Linked DNA regions of Sus scrofa: regions 1 and 3 are each linked to region 2. The links are chromatin contacts, called in public Hi-C maps. All regions are on one chromosome and are shown on one strand. Each heading gives the region's core, a stretch centred on a gene start, on an enhancer-like site or on the middle of the called end of the contact. The rest is flanking DNA. Distances are from core to core; before and after follow the strand shown. Region 1 holds the start of TLE6 (transducin-like enhancer protein 6). Region 2 holds the start of TLE2 (transducin-like enhancer protein 2). Region 3 holds the start of GNA11 (G protein subunit alpha 11).

Region 1 (4,387 bases), core at 1,051-3,550, 40 kb after region 2:
CCCCTTTTTTTTTTTTTTTTTTTTTTGGTGCCACGTTGAAGGCAGTGTCAAGATGAATCTGGTTTTCATGTTCTTTTTTTTGGCTACATGTGGCATGTGGAAGTTCCCAGGCCAGGGATCGAACCAGTGCCGCATTGGTTACAACATTGGATCCTCAACTGCTGAGCCATCAGGGGAACTCCTTAATGCATTTTGTTTGTTTTTTTCCCTTCCTTTTTAGGGCTGCACCTGCATTACAGCACATGGAATTTCCCAGATTAGGGGTTGAATCCGAGCTGCAGCTGCTGGCCTACACCACAGCCACAGCGACACCAGATCCGAGCCACAGTTCATGCAATGCAGGATCTTTAACTCACTGAGCGAAGCCAGGGATCCAACCTGCATTCGCATGGATAACAGTCGGGCTCATTACCGCTGAGCCACAATGGGAACTCCTTCAAATATACAATTGAATGCAAGCAAATTCACACTAAATGACAAAATAAATCAAACATTTAAATGCAAGCCAGGTTGGTTTTTACCGGTTTTCCTTCCTTTTTGCTTCGGCCTCCAATATGCTTCCTCCCCCCACTCCCTTCCTTTTAATTGTTCTGACTTTTAGGCCAATGAGACACCAAGTGGGATTTTTTTCCTCAGTGGGACTTGGGGCCACAGCCAGGCTCCAGCTGCCGAGAATGGCCCTCACCTGGGGAACTGCTGCTTGAGTTGATCCAGAACCTCCTGGTAGTTCAGGGCTGGAAGGCTGGCCTCAGGATGAGCCTGGAGAGATTGAAAGAGGGATAAACAAGACCCACAGGCTCCCAGTATCCCAGCAATCAGGTCATCAGTTCCCAGGAGGGAGGGGTGGGACTTCCTGAGACCTGAAGATAACTGGCTTGCTCTCTTATTACTTAAGTACCCACAGGCATCTTCCATTTTGCTTCTTGGCCTAAAGTTGAAAATATTTACTCTCTGGCCCTTTAGAGAAGTTTGCCTGCCCCCGGCCTAAGCTTAGAAATAGTCTTTTAGGAAGGAATGGGGGGAGGTTTTTTTTTTTTTTTTTTTTTTGGTTCATAAAATATTAACTGAGGATTTCTCATTGTGGTGCAGAGGAAAGGAATCTGACTAGTATCCGTGAGGATTTGGGTTCGATCTCTGGCCTTGCTCAGTGGGTTAAGGATCTGGCATTGCCATGAGCTGAGGTGTAGGTGGCGGACTCAGCTTGGATCCTGTGTTTTTGTGGCTATGGCTGCAATGTAGGCCAGCAGCTGCAGCTCCGATTGGACCCATAGCCTGGGGACCTCCATATGTCATGGGTTCAGCCCTAAAAGGACTAAATAAATAAATATCTTAAACCATGATGGGTTGGTGTCCCCAGCTTAAGGCCTGGCAAGACAGGCCTACATCTCTTCCTCTCTCAGGAGCAGGAGAACTAGATTTGAGCCCAGCCCCCAACCTCTTACCCCCTCTCCCCCAGGGGCTAATGCCAAGCCAGGCCCTCCTCACCAAAGTTCCTGGAGGCCTCACCATCTTTTGAAGGTGCTCGTGGGGGCTGCGATGGCCCCGAGAGGTCATCTTCAGGCAGAAGTCACAAAGACTTTAGCCAGGGACTCTAATAAAAGTAACAAGACAGAAGATCATGAACACAGAAGGCTGGGCAGTGGCAGGGACAGAAGCAGCTCTACCCCACCCTCGGCCTCCCACCCACCCCTGCCAGGACCCAGTCCTGAGTCCCCAGTCCCCTCCCTGCCTGCGGTATTCCACAGCATTCCCTACATCCTACATTCACTCATCTACCCCGCTGTTGCTTCCAGCTGTGTTAATTAGTGATGGGGACCCTAGGACCTCACCTTATGAGGTGGTGGGGGGGGTATGGTTCTGAACACCTACACACCCCGCCAGGAGCAGTCAGGGTGGGAGGAAACCCAGAGAAGGATGCCAAAGCTCAATCTTAGTTTTGAGACAACTTCTTAAAGTACGGGAGAACATAATTTGGAAAGGGGTTTTGACGGATGAGTAAGAGTTGGCCAGGTGCATTAGGAGAAATTTCTCAGGAGGAAAGAGACTTCGCTCTACTCCAATCACTCCTGTAGCAGCAAGCCTAACCCTTCTTCACTTCGCTTCTACCCCTCAGCATCCCTCCAGCCTCCTCCCCAGCCCAGGGACCCTGAGGTCCTCCAGGAGACCGGCGGGTCTACTCGCCTCCCTCAAGATCGTGGCCCGTGAGGTGCCAGGAAGATGCCGCGAGGGTCGGCCAAGTTCAGGCAGACTGGAAGCGCCTCCTCCCATCCCCCGGGGCCAATTGACCCATCGGGCCCCACCCCGGCCCGCCCCAGCCCCGCCCCGGCCCGCAGCCACCTGAACCGGGAAGCTGGTCAATGAGCAGGGAGCAGCTGCACGTGGGCTCAGGCTCCGCGGGCGGCTGCTGGCGGCGCTGGCCAATGGCTAGGCTGCTTTCCCACGTGGGTCTCGGTCGCCGTCGCTGATTGGTCGGCTCTCCCCAGCCGCCGGCCGGACTGTCAATCAGCGCGCCCGGCGCCGCAGCTTAACCCTCGCGGTCCCGCTGCAGGAAAGGGTTGCTTGCAGAGTCAAGGTAGTTTGGGGTTCAGGCTGGAGTAAAGATATTTAGAAGGACAAGGGGTTTGGGGGTCTGAGAGGGTAGAACTTGGGGAGGGCCTGGGAGGCTTGTAGTTGCCTTGTTTGGTGAGAAGCCTTATAATTTTTTCGTCTTACCCAGGAGTGACTCGTGGCTGGGAGGCGGGGGTGGGGTGGGGCGCTGAGAGTGGAAGTGGGGGGATCTTAGGTAGGGCAGTCTCGCTCTAGTCCTTAGATACGCACTAAGACCCTTTTCCTCAATATTAAAAAACTGAACTTTTTTAGTTCCAGGCTTCCCAGGAGCCAAACCCAGGGCTGTGCATTTTATCAGCGAATTTTCCCTGCTGCTCTTCAAGCCCAGGGACAGAGGCTCTGAGAATCTGAGAACCAAAAGCTGGAGCTGCAAAGGCCTTGGGACTATTGGCCTAGTTCAGCTCTCTCAGGTTCAAGGCCAAGAGAGAAAGAGTGGTGGGTACTCTAGGCCTGGGGTGATGTCAGACTTAGGGGTGGGGTGTGTGGAGGGATTCTGAGATGTGAAGCCGTTAGTCCAGAGTTTGGGGTGAGACGCCAAGTTTGTGCCCACCCCAGAGCCTTTACACTGGCTCTTCTCCCCTGGGCCAGAGAGGGTCTCTCCCCTGACTGCCACTGACTGGATCCCTCACCTTCAGCTCTGGGTCAGAGGTCACCACCTTAGGGAGGCCTCCATTCTCCCTTTCTTATTTTTCTCCAAATCTGTTTTATATTGGAGCTAATCTTGTAATCTCCATGGCCCTAAACCCTGTTGTGTTCAAAATTCACAGAATGCTGATGGGGATTCTTATACCTGCCTGCACCTGGAGGGGGTGGGAAGGATGCTGGCTTGGGATCCACACAAACCGGAGAAATCTCCCCCACAACCCCATCTTGTGCTTTGTGGGGGGTGAGGAGTGTGTAAGGGAAATAGGCCACTGAGGGTTCAGATCTTGGGATGTGCAGCCCCTAGGGGTTATGATGTAAACACACAAATTGGGTTTTGTGGCTTATCTATGGAGAAGAAAGTGAGGGCTGCCACGGATTGGCGGCAACTAAAGGTTTTCGCCCTTGATCCCTCCACTGGCCCTCAATTGAAGTGTATTATATTTATGGTCCAGTCTGCTGCTAATTGCCTCTCCCTGTGTGCTCCCCTCCTCTCCATGGTTGTCGTTGGTCAGCTGGACACACCAGTTTATCCGAGGCTGTCTTGTCTCCTAGGGTATCTGCTGGATACCTGTGGTTATTTAAATTAAAATGAATTAAAATGAAATAAAACTTAAAAGTCAGTTCCTCGGGCACACTGGCCCAAAGAATGTCAATTGCTCAGTAGCCACATGTGGCTAGGGATAACCATCCCCACTGCAGATCTAGAACCTTCCCATTACCTTCCCATTGCCAGTGAGAGCAGAACCAGATCTGAGGTTCTTTTTTGGCCAGACCCAAGGCATATAGAAGTTCCCAGCCAGGGATCAAATCCCAGTCTCAGCTGAGAATCCTTAACCTCCTATGCCACCGCGGGATCTCCCTGAGGGTCTTAAAAAAGAAAAAAATCCTAGGTCCCTCTGGAAATCAGAAGCATTTTAGAGTAGCTACTCTGTCTCCACTTGTGGGATGTCCCTGAGCATGGGGTTGGGGTCACATTTGCCATTTTGGCTGATGTGGCTCCTTCTGCTTCTTCCTTTCACTGTCCCCTGCTTGCTCCAGCCTGGCCAGCAGGGACACAGCCTCCTTGAGCACTCAGAAAGGGGGCAGATGACACAGCTCCTTGGGAAGGAGGAAGCTAAGATTTCTTTCTTGGTTC
Region 2 (4,148 bases), core at 1,476-3,975:
AAATACACCATCAAATAAGATAATTTCAGAGAACAGTCAAGTGCTAGGAAGAAAAATCCAGCAGGGGCAGGAGACAGAGAATGACAGGGGGCTACTTAAGCCAGGAGATGGGAGGAGGCACTCTGAGGAGGTGACATTTGAGCTGAGACTTGGATGACAGAAGGAAGCTGCCCTGGGGAGAAGGCTGGGGGGAGGGAGGTGTTCCAGGCAGAGGGAGCCCAGGGCAGAAGCCTGGAGGCAGTTCTGCCTCATTCACTGCAAGTTCTCATCTTCTACTTTGCGGGGCTGTGTGAGCATCAGACAGAAGGTCAAGTGAAGGGAGCAATGAGCCCAGAGTCATAATCGCCCTGCACTGTGTACCATGACCAAGGGCAGCCCCCTTTTCCAGACGAGCAAACTGAGATCCAGAGAGGATAAAAGTTCTCCCTGCAAACCAGAAACTGGGGAGTAGGATTCATATTAGCCACACTGTTCCACCCACACCTGTGCAGTGTCTGGGGGCAGGGTGAGTCTGGGGTCCAGCAAGGAGCCCCCCAGGGGAGAGTCAGAGGCAGGGCTTGCAAGATGCCAGAGCTTGAGATGGAGAGGGCATTGGTGGGGTGGGGTCCATCAGAAGACCCCAGGGGGTTAAAAATAGATGCCTTTTGGGTGCTAGCTCCTCTGCCCTGTCCCCACGCCCCCAGCTCATAATATTCCCTCACATCATGATAATGGCTAAAGTCAGTTCATCTGTCAAGCTGTTTGATCTTATGATACAGGATGAAAAAACTGTTGTCATTACCCCCATTTTACAGAATCACAGCAACACAGCAGCCAAGGTAGGGTTTGAACCCAGGCTTCAGGTTGCAGGGGACCCATGCAGGCTGAGTCAGCACTGGCCAGATTGTCAGGGGTCCTGGGGGACTGCCCACCATGCTGGGTGACCTGGGAGAGCTCTGCACCTCTCTAAGCTCATCTTTTTATCTTCCCAACACATATGTGGAGCAGGCACTGGGTTGGGCCTGGACAGACCATAAATATAAACAAACTTAAGGGTTCAGTGAGTGATGAGGCTTCTGAAGGAAATGAGAGAAGCTGACCAGGTAGGGAGGGTGGGGGCTACTGCAGCCAAGCTGGCCAGGCCAGGCCTCCCTAGATTGTGATGTTCAATGTTCTAAGACCGGAAGGAAGAGATGTGCCAGCCATGGTCTGGGCAAAGGAAACAGCTTGTGCAAAGGCACTGGGGCAGGACCATGCCTGGTGTGCTGGAGGAACAGCCAGGAGGCCTATGTGGCTGGAGGGGAGTGAGTGAAGAGGAGAGAGGGAGGGGGTGCGAGGAGGAAGGTGATGGGGGTCAGATCATGTCGACAGAGGTAGTGAGGTTGGATTTTGTTCTGAGGGTGATGGAGAGCTATGGAAGATTCTTGAGCAGAGGGAAGGATGGGAACTGATTCGCATTTTAATGGAGGATCCAGGATGTGAGAGGAGTGGAGAGTGGGTGCAGAGCCCAGCTGTGGAGTGTGAAGGGAGGCCAGGAGAGAAGGACCCTTTGGGGCATAAAGGGAGAGCAAATGGCTACCCCTTTCTGAGCATTTACTATTAATTATTTTAAGTACTTTGTACGCTTGAGCTTTTTTGAAGATTCCATTAGCAACCTTGCTTTCCAGATGAGAATACCCACTGAGCCCAGGTCCATCCTGGACTCCCCAAAGCCTCTTTTTTTTCCCCCTGAGCCATCCAGTTCTTGCCCAGGAAGAGGCTGGAATTTGAAGCCCCCTGCCAATCCTAGTGCTTCCTGCCACTGATTGCATTTTCCCCTGTTTCCCATTGGCCAAAACCTATTGGGACTTTACAGACCCTTGTGAAAGTAGGCAGAGGGGTATTACCACTCTCTGGTTCACAGCCAGGGAATGTTCAGAGGTCCACCCAGCAAGGCAAGGCCTTGGTCAGAGCTCAAGTCTCCTCAATCACCATCTTTCTTCTTCCAGGGTGGTTTAGGGTGATATAAAGTTACTGCTCAAAGGAGGCAACTCCTATGCATTCTGCAGAACCCCAGCTTAAACACCACCAACCCCCACATCTAGGAAGTTTTTCCAACTCCCCAAGCAGTCACCACACTCTTGGCTCTGCCCCAATCCCAGCCGTGACCAATCTCCGGGGGCCGAGTGTTGTGCTTGGTTTCCCCCAGCTTCCCTAAAATTGGGAACACACTGGGGGCCAACAGAAAGCACGGTTTCATGACTAAGTCTTGTGCAACCATCTCACTACACAGGTGAGGAAACTGGGGCCCCGAGAGATGCCCCAGTCTTTAGATCACGTGAGGGGAGCGCTAGAACAGGCCAGGAGAGCTCCCCTTGGTCCAGGGTGTAAGGAAACCTGTGTGTGATTTTTCTGAGGGGGTTTTAACGCCAACCGTGGCGGGAACCAAGGCTTAGAGGTCACCCGCGAGCCCTGGCCAGCGGGAAGAGACAGGCCTGGCTGGTGGCCCGGCAGCTCGGCTAGGGGGGCGGTAGGCAGAGGTTGGTGAAGTCGGAAGCCAAAGGCTTGGCCTCCCCGAGGGAGCCGCTTTCCCGGCCCGGGTCGGATCAATGGGCTGTAATTATACCGCGCCGGGCCGGGAGCCGGCGGGGAGGGAGCGGGAGCTGGCAGGAGAGAGGCAGCGGGCGGGGGAGCGCGGGCCGGAGAGGGACCCACGTTACTTTGATTGACAGACCGGGCCGGCGCCGCGCGGGAGCTTCTGGGGCTCGTAGTCTTTCCAAGAACCCTTGCCGTGGACTTCTCTCCCGCTTGCGCGCGCGGGGAAACTGAGGCACAGGGACCAGCCACTGCCTCCTTTCGCTGGCACATGGGTTCATTCCTCCCCATCCGACCCGATGACAGAAACGGAGCCGTGCTGGAATCCTCTGGGGTTAGGTGAGCATCTCTGTTCTTCCCCGGGCGTCCAGAGTGACTTAATGTCTCTTTACCTCAGTTTACCTATCTGTGAAATAGGGCGAAAGGCGCTAGTCGCCCCGCCAGCCGGCCGGGCTTTTGCAAGGTAGTATGTTGGCTGATGGACTCTTGTTTTTAAGGGTAGACACGCCAGGCTCAGGGGGTGCCTCGCTTCTCCTTGTTTTTGGATACTAAGCCAGCCGGATCCCCACCCCCTTCTCCAACATTGGCAGTCTCCGGCATCCACGAGGGTCTCTGGGAGGGGGAGCCACACTCTCCGTCCCCCGCTGGGAGCGCCTCGCCGCCTTCCGATTGGCCCAGACGATCCTAGAGCCTTCTGCCATTGGTTGCGGGCTCCCTGATCCCCATTGGCTGGCGCCTGTTGTGACGTCATGGACCCATGTGGGAGCGCCGCGGATGGATTGGCTGGCGCGCCCAGCCAACCACCGCGGAGAAAGGAATTTCCACAGTAGCTGAGGCGGCGAGGCTGATTTAAGGTGGTCTGAGCAATCCGGGGTCCCAGTGCTGCTTCTCAGCTTTTTCCTTTAAAAAAAAAAAAAAAAAAAAAAAAAAAAACACACCCACATCCACATCATAAAAACCCAGCCAGGAACCAGGGCTGAGTCTTTCTGTACAGTGGGAGGGGAGAGATCAAAAGCTAAGTCCCTTCCTCCAATTTTGCAGCCTCTCCCCCGGGTTTTGCAGATGGGGAAACTGAGACCCAGAGGGGTGGGGGGTTAAGCCATGGAGTGAGCTGGGGAAAGCCTTCCCTGTGAAATGAGAAGGTTGTGCTAGACTGCCCAGGCTGTAACTCACTCCTGGCAGCCGTTTCCCTGCCTCCTGCTCTGGCCGGATGTGGCATTTCAGCGAGTTATCAAGTAATCTGCCTGTGAGATGGGTCCCCTCATCTCACAGATTGCTCTCTGCTGAGCCTCCCCAAATTCTCAAAGCTGGGACTGCTGCTGCACAGAGAGCAAATCGTCTCCTCCTTCCTGGCAGATTACAAACACGAGAGGAGTGTGTGTCTGTGTGTGTGTGTGTGTGTGTGGTTTTGTGGCTTCTCAGGCAACCCACAAATCTGTATTTACCCTCCTCTGTGGAGTGTGCTTGGCTGAGGGATCTAAAGACTGGTGGGTGAAGGTCCCCTCCACCAGGAAGCCTCCTCTGAACTTAACCAGGCAGAGTTCCTATTCCTGCTCTGGGTCCCTTAGGTCCTGAGTGCTCCCTCTGCCCTGGCA
Region 3 (3,962 bases), core at 1,411-3,910, 53 kb before region 2:
AGTTCATGGGAGGCCGAAGCCAGCAGGAAGCTGGCTCCCGAACCCCTCCGGGAGCTCCTAACTGGAGCCGGGGTTCTCTCCTGTCAAGTGGGAGAGAGCTGCTGCGCGGTGGGCACTGTGGCCACTGCAGGGACAGTGCGCTACTCCCAGTCCTCACCACAGACCGATGTCAACGAGGACATGGCCCAGAGTAAGAGAATCAACGAAACTGAACACGGACATCACATGTGCTCAACTATGAACTGCATATTGAGTGCACACATATACCTGGCTTTGGACCAAACAAACAAAAGTATTCACTTCTTTAGGATTCACAAAACACCTGACGAAATAACTTACAGTGATCATGCACCAGCTCTGCAACACGCACCTCACATGGCATGCTAACACGGCATGGAGGCATTCTAATAACATAAACACGGGTGATTCTGCTTCCAGAGGACACTAGGCCATGTCTGGGAACATCTGTGGTTGTCACCAGTGGGGGTGCTCCCAGCATGGAGTACAAAAGGCAGGGATGCTGCTTGGCCCCTCGGCCCCCAGCACATCCCTAGGACCTTGACCCAGCCTTACAACCGTCCTCCTCGTGTCATAAAACTTTGCCTTGGACCATCATCATCCTAACTGCCTGCCATACCTAGGACCTAGCTTCTCAAATCAGACTCCCCACCTCCTGCACGCTCGCAGGGCAGGGCTGGGTGCTTCTCTCAGGGGAGGAGTAGGATCACAGACACAGGTGCTCCCACAGCCAACACCCCACACCCAAGGGTGGGCAACAGATGCTTCCAGAGCCCCTGCAAGCCTCCTCAGTCCAGGCCCAGGGAGACCAGATACACATACCAAGGATGCAGGAGCACCCACCACCATGTCAGTCTGGGGCCTGGAAGGGCTCAGGGCTGGCAGTGGGAGCAACTGCGGGCTCACGCAGCCCCCAGCCTCCAGCCTCCAGCCAGGCCATGGGTCTGGTAACATTAATATGCTGGTAATTTTGAAACCCCAGTTCTGACAATAAAGTCTACCTCTTCTGGCAAAAGCCAGCCAGTGCCACGCTGTCCTCCCAAATGCCACTGGGACTCCACTGCCAGTTTTCTCCAAACTTTAAGGTTACTCTCTGCCTGTCTTTGCTGCAAAGATGGCCCATGTTATAGCCTTTAGGTAAAGCGGAACAAATTTGGGGAAAAGAAATTGGCAAGGTATTTTATCAAAGAGAGGACAGGGGGGGTCCCCACAGGTGGGAGAAGTAAGATGTTCCCACCAAGACCTGCAGCCTCCACAAAGTCATTCCTCCACCATGCAACTCAGTGACTCCAAACCCTGCACCAATAAGCCGGTACACCCCTCCGCGGCAGACCCCTCCTCCACCCACGGCCCATCGCAGCTGCATTTCCAACTTTCCCACAGTGCAGGAATGCAGCCCAGGTCCAGAGAAGGTAGGGCAAGGGCTTCTGTTGTGTAAACGACCTTCTTGCCTTTGACTGCGGAGGTAAGGCCTCCAACAACCCTTATTTGGGGTGACAACACTTCGCTGACAGCTGGGCCGACTGGCTCCCACCAACAGGTGTGCCTTGGGGAGATGGAGATTCGAACAGGAGTCTTCTCCAGGAGGAGAGGAGGACCGGGGAGCCCAGGCTCCCACTAAGACATAGGGGGGGTTGCCGAGTTGGCCAGTTCTGAAAACCGGCTAAGGCCCCTCTGGGGCTCCACCTGCCCCGACCCCAAGAAAAGGGGACAGGCTGTCTTCTCGCCCATGCGGTGTACCTCACTGGCAGGGACATGGGTCTTCCCCACACAGACTGGTCTGAGAGAACGGAGATTGGAGGGGCCCTGCACGCAGGGAACAGGGCTCCACCTGGTGGGAAGAGTGGAGAAAGGATCCCAGGAGGCAAGGGGCACATCTACTGGACTACAGCCGGAAGGTCTGGACCTGAACAGATGCTGGGGTCAGCAAGGGGGGCACACCTGGTGGGGGAGAGACGGAGGGCCAGCCCTGTGCAGGGAGAGGCCGTGTCTCAAGAGAAGGGGCATAGGGCAGACCCTCCAGGGTTATGGGGGCCTGACCTGGAGAGCAGAAGCAGAAGCTGGCCCTGCAGGGATCAAGGAGTGGACAGCAGAGGCCGGGACTGATCCCGAAGCGTCCTGGGAGCCCACCTGGACAGGAGGGGCGAGGGCTAATCCTGAAGGAACCCGGGCCCGTTCTGGACAGCAGAGACTGGGGACTGACACTTCGGGGATTGGGGATCAGGGCCCTGCCATGGAAAGAAGAGGCACGGGCAGATCCTGAGGCTCTGGGGCGCTGATGTGGACAGCAGAGGCAGGAGCTGGCCCCTCGCGTTTCAGGGACTCAGCCTGTACAGCAGAGATTGGGGATGACCCTGCGGGGTTTAGGTGGCCCAGAGGCCGACGGCACCGAGTACGCTGACCCCAAGGCCCGGGGTCCCCACCGTGGACACCACGCAGGGCCGCCACGCTCGGCCGTCCCCGCGCCGCTGGCCCTGGGGACCCCGCAGGCCAGGCCCACTCACCGAGCAGCAGCAGCTTGAGCTCGCGCCGGGCGTCGCGCTTGTCCCGCCGCAGCTGCTTCTCAATCTCGGCGTTGATCCTTTTGGACTCCTTCACCTCATCGCTCAGGCAACACGCCATCATGGACTCCAGAGTCATCGTTCCGGCCCCGGCCGCCCGCCGGCCGCCCCCGCCGTCGCCCCCCGGCCGGCCCGGCCCTGGCCCGGAGCTGCCCTGGCCGCGCCCGCCTGGCCCTCGGCGCTCGGCCCCCGGGCCGGCGGTCAGCCTCGGCCACCTGCGAGCGCCGGTCCCGCTTGGCCGCTGATCCCGCCCGGACGCCCTCTGCCCGCGCCGCCGCCGCCGCCACTGCCGCCGCCACCGCCAACCGCAGCCGCCGCGACCGAGCGACAGCGCCTCACAACCTAACCCGCGCCCGCACAGCGCCGACGGGCGGCCAGTGCGGCCAATGGGAGGGGGCGGTGGCCCGCGCGCCCGCCGCGGGGGCGGGACTAGCAGCTGGGCTGGGCGGGGCGTCGCACGGGCGGGGCGGGGCGGGGCGAGGCGGGCGCGCCCGAGGGTTAGGTTGCGCCGACGTGGGAAGGGGGACGCGCAGCTGGGAGCCGGGCGGGGCCGCCCGGGATTGTGGGAATGTGGCGGACTCTGCAGGGCGGCTCGGCTGCGCTCGGCTCCGCTCGGCCCTGCTCGGCTATGCTGGAGCTAAAGGCTCAGATCCGCAGCTGCTGTCGGTCGATCCGTCGGGCTCCATGTGAGGCAGCGAGGTACCAGCATTCACGGCCTCCCAGGACCCTGCCATTGCCTGACCAGAAATGAACCTTACTCTCAACCATTCTTGGAGCATGCATTAAGGGAACCTCTCCTATATACCAGACTTGGGCTTAGCATTAATGTAAGGCCTTCTGTATGCCAGGTATGGAATGAGCATTAATGGAGTACTTGCTGTATACCAGGCCTGGACCAGCTATTAATGCCGTGCCCACGATGTAACCAAGCATTAATGCAATGCCTGGTGTATACCAGGCAGGAAACAAACATTAGTGGAATGCTTACTGTAAACCTTGCATGTCCAAGCATTAATGCAACACTTGCTATATACCAGGCATGGACCAGGTATTAGTGCAGCGCTACTATATTACAGTCAGGGAACAAGGATTAATGAAGTGCCTACTATATACCGAGTCCTGCCAAGTTAATTTTATGGTAGCATAGCCACGCCCATTCATTTATGGAGATTTGCTGCCTTTACCCTGCACCAGCAGAGTTATGTAGTTGCTACAGCCCTAAAATATTTACTATCTGGAAGTTCCCATCGTGGCTCAGTGGTTAATGAATCAGACTAGGAACCATGAGGTTATGGGTTCAATCCCTGGCCTCGGCTCAGTGGATTAAGGATCCAGCGTTGCTGTGAACTGTGGTGTAGGTCGCAGATGTGGCTTGGATCTGGC

What was found. Hi-C and Micro-C count contacts between places; a contact is called where the count stands out from the background.
Region 1: a contact with region 2 is called in a Hi-C map of liver, with 3 times the contacts expected there. The contact joins the promoter of TLE6 here to the promoter of TLE2 in region 2. A contact is called at or near these places in 1 of 5 promoter capture datasets (liver), 12 of 47 Hi-C or Micro-C datasets (alveolar macrophages, blood, brain and 6 more) and 1 of 2 datasets of contacts at active chromatin or transcription factors (skeletal muscle).
Region 3: a Hi-C map of liver shows a contact between it and region 2, with 7 times the contacts expected there. The contact joins the promoter of GNA11 here to the promoter of TLE2 in region 2. A contact is called at or near these places in 5 of 47 Hi-C or Micro-C datasets (embryonic fibroblasts, heart right ventricle, liver and 1 more).

The regions. Positions count from the first base shown.
Region 1 is chr2:75,548,376-75,552,762 of Sscrofa11.1, forward strand. It overlaps TLE6 (transducin-like enhancer protein 6), which reads right to left and starts at 2,301. Exons shown (of 15, transcript XM_021084155.1): 1 at 2,182-2,301; 2 at 1,486-1,591; 3 at 686-759. The coding sequence starts at 1,554. LOC110259369 (a long non-coding RNA gene) reads left to right here and starts at 2,344. Exons shown (of 5, transcript XR_002341701.1): 1 at 2,344-2,572; 2 at 2,860-3,042.
Region 2 is chr2:75,507,551-75,511,698 of Sscrofa11.1, forward strand. TLE2 (transducin-like enhancer protein 2) reads left to right here and starts at 2,726. Exons shown (of 20, transcript XM_021084148.1): 1 at 2,726-2,892.
Region 3 is chr2:75,454,195-75,458,156 of Sscrofa11.1, forward strand. It overlaps GNA11 (G protein subunit alpha 11), which reads right to left and starts at 2,661. Exons shown (of 7, transcript NM_001044538.2): 1 at 2,523-2,661. The coding sequence starts at 2,658.